Regions from separate parts of the Gossypium hirsutum genome. Here region 1 is linked to region 2. Evidence: chromatin contacts called from public Hi-C data. All regions are on one chromosome and are shown on one strand. Each heading gives the region's core, a stretch centred on a gene start, on an enhancer-like site or on the middle of the called end of the contact. The rest is flanking DNA. Distances are from core to core; before and after follow the strand shown. Region 1 has its middle 7.9 kb from the start of LOC107961803. Region 2 has its middle 34 kb from the start of LOC107963391.

Region 1 (4,421 bases), core at 411-2,910, 48 kb before region 2:
ATACCATGTGTGTATTAAGTGGACAGTAATGGGCTTGAAATTAGGAGATTTTATTTGTTTTAAAAGGGTAAATTTGTAAATAGTAAATTATAATGTATTATAATTCATAAAAAGATATGAATTGAGTTATCTTTTTCCTAGTTTCTTTTAGAGGAAGCTGAAACTCCATTGTTAAGGGTTGGGAGGCTTCAACCAAGCTTTAGTTCCTCGATTTAGTGAGTGAATCTTGCTCGTTACAACCACCAGATAGAAGGGTTGAGGCCAAGTTAATCAAAATGTTATCCTCAGAAATCTAATCCCATTCAAACCCTAAGGTCTGATCCTGATGATACTCCACTAAGTATATCAGCTGTGGGGTATGACTATAGCACTACCAGGAGGAAATGCACTGATATATAGGAGTCTAGAGTATCCACCACCCAATTTTTTCTTATCACTTCCAGCGACCTCGAGGATGTCGTCTAAGCAATAACCTCATAGGTTTTATCTTACCCTTGATTTTTTTGGAGCCTGGTTTTCATCCACCACTCAACCCCCTTCTTTTGTGTGGTGCTAAATGAATACGATATTGCACCAGGGCAGTTATCAGCCCTATCCTGGTAGACGCTGGTGGCGTTCTATATTAATTTCTGTATGCATAATGAGCCACCATTGTTGGGTGTTTTCCAAAAAATTTACCAACTAAAGGTAACACAATAGTCCCTTCCTCTGGAGAGTATCTGTGCATAGTATCAGCTAATAGATTCTCAAATTGCTTTGAAGTAATATAAATAATTTGGTAGAGGTTGTTTTAGTTAGAAACATATTCCATTTTTTTACAAGATTTAAGCCTAAATGGTTGCCAGCCAAATGATTCTATAATTTGGCTAGATGATTTCATCATGTCTTCTGCTTCTGTTGCTTGGCCTTACAACGCGGATGATGAATTGACACATGTACTAGTAAAGGGTATATGATAACATCCTTTCTACTTTTACAACATTTGTGGTCTTTGGCAATGCAACTGGAATATTTTAAGTAATCCTATTACAGCTTCTACTTCCTCTTCAGACAATACTAATTCTCATATTACTGGTGTAGGGTCTTCCTCACATTCATGCATTGTGCTTGCCTCAGCTTAAAGCATGGACATTACAACCATTTTTAATGAAGCTCAAACAAAGTAAGACTAATGTTGCTCTATCAAGAAAAACAACAACAAAGAAAACTAATAAGAGGCCCAGATTGGAGGAAAGTACCCAAGAGACCGGAAGTAGTGAATGTCCTCCCTTGACACGACATAGATCCGAAAAAGAGCCTGCCCTTATAGTCACTTGCACTTCTCTAGTTTTTGCCTTACCTGAAGCTCCAATACCACCAATGGAGCCTGTCCACAAAGTAGACTCCCTAATTCATATTTATGATCCTCTATTGATAGAGAATCTAACAAAAGCAACACCCCTAATTCAATTAGTAGTTTCTCTTAGCAATCCACAATACCATGTTTCTTTTAGTGAAGCAGAATGATTTTTCCCATGACGTGACCTATGAAAGTTAGGACCACCTTCTGTCTCTTTAAGTGTAATTTTTCAGCAGCAACAAAACTCCGTGCCCCGGCAGTTAAAAAAGGCTCTTACCTCTTACCTTTCTTCCAATCCTGATGAGTCTCCATTTTCCCTTTTGGAAAAGGCTTCATAAGCCTTATCTATAGACCATGGACTTTAGAGTTGGGCCCTCCAAGACGCAGTGATTAATACAATGATAAGATTTTAAATTTGGGGAAAGTTGTGAAAACTGACGAGGACTCTATGGCTAAACTACGCCAATATCATCAAGAATCCAATAACTTGATTAGAAGGCTTGATGTCTATGTCACGGATTTGAAGGGTAAATATAAATAGGCACAGACTGAGTGCGAGCAATCAAAGGAGGAAGCCACTCAACTGAAGGAAAAAGAATACACTTGGAAGGAAAAACTCAAAGCTCAGGAAGAATTCCATAAAGCAGAGTTGGAAAGTCTATGCCAATCCAACAAGGAAGCTTTTAGAAAATATCAAGAGGACATTAAAAAGAGCCTTAATGAGGCTTTGTTAAAATGGAGGTCCAACCTGATTCTGTAGACCCAAGTGGTTGCAGGTCTTCTTGATCTCAGTTGGGTAGAATTCAATTGTTTCAAGGACATCTCTACCGAGTCACTGAACTTTAATGTTTACTATCCTGAGGACGAAGTTTGGGAAACCTTTCAGAGAGAATGGAAACAATCAGTTGATTTTTTCATTCCTACAACGCCCAAAGTTTAAGACAATGAAGATGACTCAATAGATACAGAACAAGATCCTGAAGATCATCCTTCCATAGAAAATATCCTTACAGAGGCCACAAACTAACACATCAAGAGAGGAGACTAAAACTTTTTTTTCATTATGTCTTGTATTTTTCTCTCTTTGTAATATCCTTCAGATCCTTTTAACGAATAAATCTTTTTATTCCTCCACTATCTTTCTTATCACCTTAATGCTTACTAACATAACAAACATCTTTCATACAAGTATAAATTTCAACATACTTGAAGGACTAAGCTAGGCTTGGTGTACTATGCATACAGAGTTGACTCACTTATCAGCCAAAAGATTGGCTCAATCGAAAGCTCCGATACCAACTTATAACACCCTTAACCTAACCCCATTTCACAAGATTTGAATCTTGGGTGTTACTTCGCATAACTTAGCAAGATTTCAAAACAGTCAACTTGAGCTTATGACATTAAACATATTGTAACACGCCAACCCGACCCAATAATTGGATCCGAGTATGATGTGTCACAACTAAAATCAGACCAACTTCAAAGCATTTGACGGAAGCTTTATAAAATTTTACAAAGTTATAGATATAAAAATACAATGGTTGTTGCTTACTATAGTTTATTGCCATCATTAGTAGTTTAAGATAATGTACAAACAACTTGGCATATAAGTTTTTATTAAGTAAATTTCATTGAACAAAATATAATAATTCAAATCCAAGTATTAATATTTAAATAAAATCCCGTAAAAACAAAGTATTGTCAAAATAGAAGTTCTTAATACATATCATTTCCAAAATACAAACATACGCCACCCCAAAGAGTTATGCATGATATAGAATAAAATTGTCAGGTTACAATGGCAGCATCACTCTGGCGTAGTCCTTTTAACAAACAATCTTCCTTCAGTCAGCAAGTCTGAGAAGGAAAAGATAACCGAGTAAGTTCATATACTATACGCATGGGCATATACTATACGCCAATTTAACACAACTCAGACAACCCACCTTCATGCCGACCACATACCCAGAGTTCAGAATCAAAAGAATATCATACATCCTTATTCACAAACATACTCCCCCTTAACTCATCATATCATTTTCATTCTGATTAGAATGTTTTATTGTGATCTGTCAGTCCGATTTGCAAAATAATTGCCTTAACGGAGGCTACACAAACATATCCCCTCTTCTCCATCACCACATACCAGATCATATTTTCGCATATCCAAAGCAGATGGTTGTGGCTTAGACATGAAGGATGGCACTCACTTCATTTCACAGACAAACTAAACTCAGACTGATGACACTGAATGACCATTAACCACACATACACCATTCATACATTATAAATGAGGATTACTTACCTTACATGAATTATATAACAAAGAATTTTACAACACATGAAAGTAAGAAGGAATTCACCAGAAATTTTAGAACAAGTCTACAAAGTAGGTCATTTGCCTTCATCACTTGGACCCCGGTTAGCTTCTTGAGCTACAGAAAGATAATTAAACATATCATATCATCAATATATCAAATCCTAACATGCATGCAAGAACCAATGGCACAAAATCCAGAAACAAAAAGTTTCCTTCTTCTCACACCATTCTGTTATCTATGCATGTAGTACTAAAAATATGTAAATGACTTCAATGATAACTTAAGGGTTCATCAATAATTATCAGTGAGCTAGTACTAACATGGAAGTTAACTAGATACTGTGAAACTTCACTCTGATAAAGTTTTCTAAACTTAGGTTTTCAAAAACTTTAAGATGAAATAAAAAAGGAATAAGAAGACATAAAGGTTTTCAGAAAGACCATCGCTATCCTTATATACTTAAGCAATAGAGACAATGATTAGTGGAAAAAACCAGATAATTCCACTAAAACTTTTTATTCCCATGATTAAGTGCACTTAACAAAATTTAGGTATTACCATCTACAGTAGTCTAGCTCTGTTCTAATTAAATCTCAAATTAACTAACCAAATCATTATACATTAAAATAATAAACAAATCTAAACAGCTGCAAACTTAACGAGTTTGCCCAAAGCATCTGGGTGGGCAGATACTTAACAGAAGGGTCCACCAAACCCAGAGCTTGCCAAAACTAGAAGTTCACCGAATGAAAAATTAC
Region 2 (4,365 bases), core at 1,673-4,172:
GAGAAAAGTATAACCATGTTGTGCATGGTATAGGTATCTATTTGAAATGTATGAGATGTGAGCTCAAAATATGCTATTTGAATTGTATTGGATAGTGATGAGTAAGTTGTGATTATGCCTACTTTTGTTTTATGAGCATGATGATCAATGGTAAAGTTGTTGTTATATTTATTTGCATGCAACTTACTAAGCCTTATGCTTACTCCCTCTCCTTTCAATTTTCTTATAGTGTGGCCAAATTAGCTTGAGGATCATCGGACGTCGGAGGCAACTATCACACTATCATCCATAGCACTTGGTATAGTTAGATCTTTTATTTTGATTATGACATGTATAGGACCTTGACTTTTAAGTTTTATGCTATTGTTAATTGGCCAAATGTATTGGCTTAATCTAATATTTGTTTCATTTTGTATAAGGCCATGGAAAATGGCTAATAATGAAAATTATTATGTGAATGCAAGCTAGTCTTTCATAAATGTGAAATTGTTGGCATGGTTGAATATATGTAATGTATATAGGTCTTAACTATGGTTGTTTGGTCGAGAAATCATATTAAATTAACCTTTGATATGTTGGTTGATGTTAAATTGTGTTTCAGGGTGGCAAAGGCTTGGTAGATAGCCTTATTTTGTCCACACGGATAGACACACGGGCTTGTGTCTAGGTCGTGTGTAACACACGATCAGCCCCATAGGCGTATTGCTTGGTCGTGTGTCCCCTGCACATAAAACTTGCAGGTCAGTATGCATGGTAGTAAACACACGGGCAGAGACACGGCCGTGTGTCTTAGCTATGTGGAGGACACAGCCTCTGGCCACGGGCGTGTGCCTAGGCCGTGCATGACACACGGTCAGCCCTATGGGTGTGTTGCTTGGCTGTGTGTCCCCTGCACGTAAAATTTGCAAGTCAGTATGCGTGGTAGTAAACACATGGGAAGAGACACGGCCGTGTGTCTCAGTAGTGTGGAGGACACGGCCTCTAGCCACGGGCGTGTGCCTTAGCCGTGTACCCCTTATTGGATGCTGATGACTGCAACAGAATGTCAAGGTTTTTAGACACGAGCTAGGACATGGGCGTGTCATGGCCGTGTGAGGGACACGGGCTATAAACACGGCGTGTGTCAGGCCGTGTGAAAACCCTGTAGGTTCAAATTTAGAATTTAATTCACAAGGGCTCAGGGCACGGGCGTGTCCCCTTGTGCTTAGGCCATGTGAACCACATGGGCCATTAGCACGGCCATGTCATAATAGCCACACGGGCGTGTTGCCCTTCCACACGGGCGTGTACCCTGTTTCAAGGGTCATCTGTATTAAGTCGGTTTAAGGACCCGAGTTGATTGCGAACGGCTTCTAATGAATGTTTGAAACCTCGTAGGCCCATATTAAGGAGTTTAAACAAAGTTCGAAAAAGTTTTAAATTTGATCAAGTCTTGATGACTCGGAAATGTTTGAATGCATGTGTTTAAGTTTAGTAATGCCTTGTATTCCGTCCTGGCATAGGGCATGAGTGTGGAGTATTACAAATTTACCTTTCCATAGCCATTTAACCCATTTAACTAATAGATACCAACTTTTGCAACCTTTACGATTTAGTCTTTTTTACATAATTAACCATTTAAACTTTAAAATTTCTTAACGAAACTTTAATACGACCTTAAGATAATCCCACAGGCATTAAATAAATATTAAAAAAAACTCATTAGTTGGAATTGTGGTCCCGAAACCACTGTTTTTGACACCAATGAAATTGGGCTGTTACAAGGTAGAATTTCCTTTCAGAACCCGAATGCAAATGAATTGAAGATTACTACGGATAATCTTAACATATATTAAGTCCAATTTGACCCAAATACCTCTCGAAAAATTGATAGCTTTTACTCGGTGAAAATAATGAAAACCAAAGCTAGCTATAATCTTTTTTACTTTAAAGCCATTAACCTTCGTCTTCAATAAGTTAACAATATCAAGCTTATGTTTTCTACTGTACACAAGGAAAATGTGAGAAAATTTCAAACTAGCACATCCTTGACAATTCCAGGAGAAAACTATCAAATCCATAAAAAATAAAAATAGGATTGATACCAACCTTACTGCTTGGAGTTCCCCGACCCTGATGTATGATTTCCTTTGAAAGCCTCTAGCCCTTTGTCCATTTCCATGTCTAGTTGAGCATTAATTAACTCAACCATAGAGTTTAAAAATTCAGTCAAAGGAACTCGGGCAATAGCAACCAATTTAAACTTGTCCTCCCGATTACGGATGGTTTGATTGAGTTTTTTGCCATTTCGGCTCGAACCGCCTTTATCACCTGAACCTTAAGTTTTGAAAAAAGAAAAATTTTTCCCACTCTCGTCTGTTATATCATCCCCCAAAGCTTCTCCATTATTTGGATTAGCATTTTCCTTGAAGACAACAAATGAGTGTTTTCCTAGGTCAAGTTTAGAATTATATAAGACCACCATCTTCCCCTCCTATTCTTCAAAGGTTGGATTAAAGTGTGTAATGGTATTAAGGGATTCATTAGAAAAATTAGAACAATTAAAGAGGGCCTTTAATAAATTACCCAGCTGCCCATTAACGTCTAAATTTGCCACGTCCATGCCTGATTCATTTTGTCGCTCTTTTGGGTCAGAAATAATCACGACCCACCCCGAAATTTTTTTTAACTGAACTAATCCCACCAATACCTGGTCCCTACCCAACAATCAACAAAAAACCAATCTTAGCCTGCCGAATTGCTATGTCTAAAGTAGTGCTCCCAACGGTCCTCAAGCCCAAGTCTTAATCTCCCCCTTACTTTCCCCAAATTCAATATTCTCCATTGCCAAAAGCCCATTTTCCATATTAACCTGCACTGTTTTTTATGGGCCAAGTCCACCACCAACCTGATGCTGGTCCAACATTGTTATTCATTCCCTACAAGACCCACCAAGCCTTGGTCCATTTACTAACAGGCTCTGACCCACCCCACTTCTTGGCTCTTTCACAGACCCAACACCTCCATTATTTAAAATAGAGGCTCCTTTCCCCAAGGTTTTTGAAACAGATTTATTAAATCACCTGATTTTAGCTCCAGATTTACCCGACATTGCCTCATTTACAGCACCATTATCTTTCTCCAGATTTTCTAAATCATTTAGGGCCAGAAATCTCGATCCTGAACTTACTTTGTTTGAAACCCCTTCCCTTTGATTCCGCATTTTTTTCTGCCCCCGCCCATTTCTCCGCTCCACCACCATCCAAGGCTCGTACGTCGCCTCCTCATTACAGTTAACCGGCTCAGACGATCCCAAAGTCCCACTGGTTTTTTCCTTCACATTATTCGACTTCCCCACCGGTGCTGGGCACATCTCTTTCAAGTGTCCGTAATTGCCACACGAAAATCAAATGGTCGACAAAGTTTCATATTCTACCTGCTGTTATTCTCCTCTCACCCATATTCGAGACACCAATGATCTATCAAGATTTACGAAAAACAACCATTCTAGCAAAACAAGGTCTGATTTTGCTATCTACGTTGAAATCAAGCTGGGCTACCTTGCCCACCAAACCGCCAACTGCTTCCCGAATTCTCCTTTTATACATAAATTCTGGAAGACCCGATAATCTGATCCATGCCAGAACCACACTCGGGCAAGGTTTTTTGGAGTCGAAATATTTGGTCCATGGCTGCACAGTAAGGTATTGATCATAAATAATCCATGGTCCTTATGAAAGGAATTTGGTAAAATCTTCCATACACTGGAATTTTTCCAAAAAATACCCGTATTCAATGTCCATTAGGTGAATTGGTTTTGATGGTCGCCAAAGGCTACTGATCCGATTATGAAGGGTTGTGTATCCAATATTTCGCCTAGTAACTTTAGCGCAACCGTTGTCACCATTTCTTTAAAAAAGGATCTTTTGGATACGATGTGAGAATTCTATAGTTGGGATTCCATTGACCATAGTTTTATAACATCTTCTTCTAGAAACTCGATATCTTCAACACTATCACCTTTTGTACGTCTATTAACCTCCTCATGGTTAGAAAACCTTGTTCCAATCAACTTATGTTTCTAGGATACCTTTGGCCTCGGTTCCAAGTCCACGAACATATCAACATCCTCATCACCTTCACCATCTTTAAATCTAACTTTTTTCGTTTCCTAATCAAGAGACGATCGAGTTTCAGAAACCCTTTCTTCACTAAAAGGAAAGACCATTGTATTTTAGACAAGCCTAATATTTTTTTAAACATATAAGCTTAATATATAAATCCACTTAAAACCCAAAACAAAACTCATTTCTTTTAAATTCTATAATTAAATAAAAAATAAAAATAAATTCTAAATTTAATTTCAACAATCTGTCACGAGTTCAT

Evidence for each region. Hi-C and Micro-C count contacts between places; a contact is called where the count stands out from the background.
Region 1: a Hi-C map of leaf shows a contact between it and region 2, with 2.0 times the contacts expected there. The contact joins two enhancer-like sites.

Annotation. Positions count from the first base shown.
Region 1 is chrA06:107,369,766-107,374,186 of Gossypium_hirsutum_v2.1, forward strand. No RefSeq gene overlaps it. Among protein-coding and RNA genes, the nearest start is that of LOC107961803, 7.9 kb to the right of the region's middle. Within about 2 kb of position 1,661, at least 9 of the 9 cell types and tissues checked have an H3K27ac peak or open chromatin away from gene starts, as enhancers often do. A contact at or near this core is called in leaf, where this site is marked.
Region 2 is chrA06:107,416,374-107,420,738 of Gossypium_hirsutum_v2.1, forward strand. No RefSeq gene overlaps it. Among protein-coding and RNA genes, the nearest start is that of LOC107963391, 34 kb to the left of the region's middle. Within about 2 kb of position 2,923, at least 8 of the 9 cell types and tissues checked have an H3K27ac peak or open chromatin away from gene starts, as enhancers often do. A contact at or near this core is called in leaf, where this site is marked.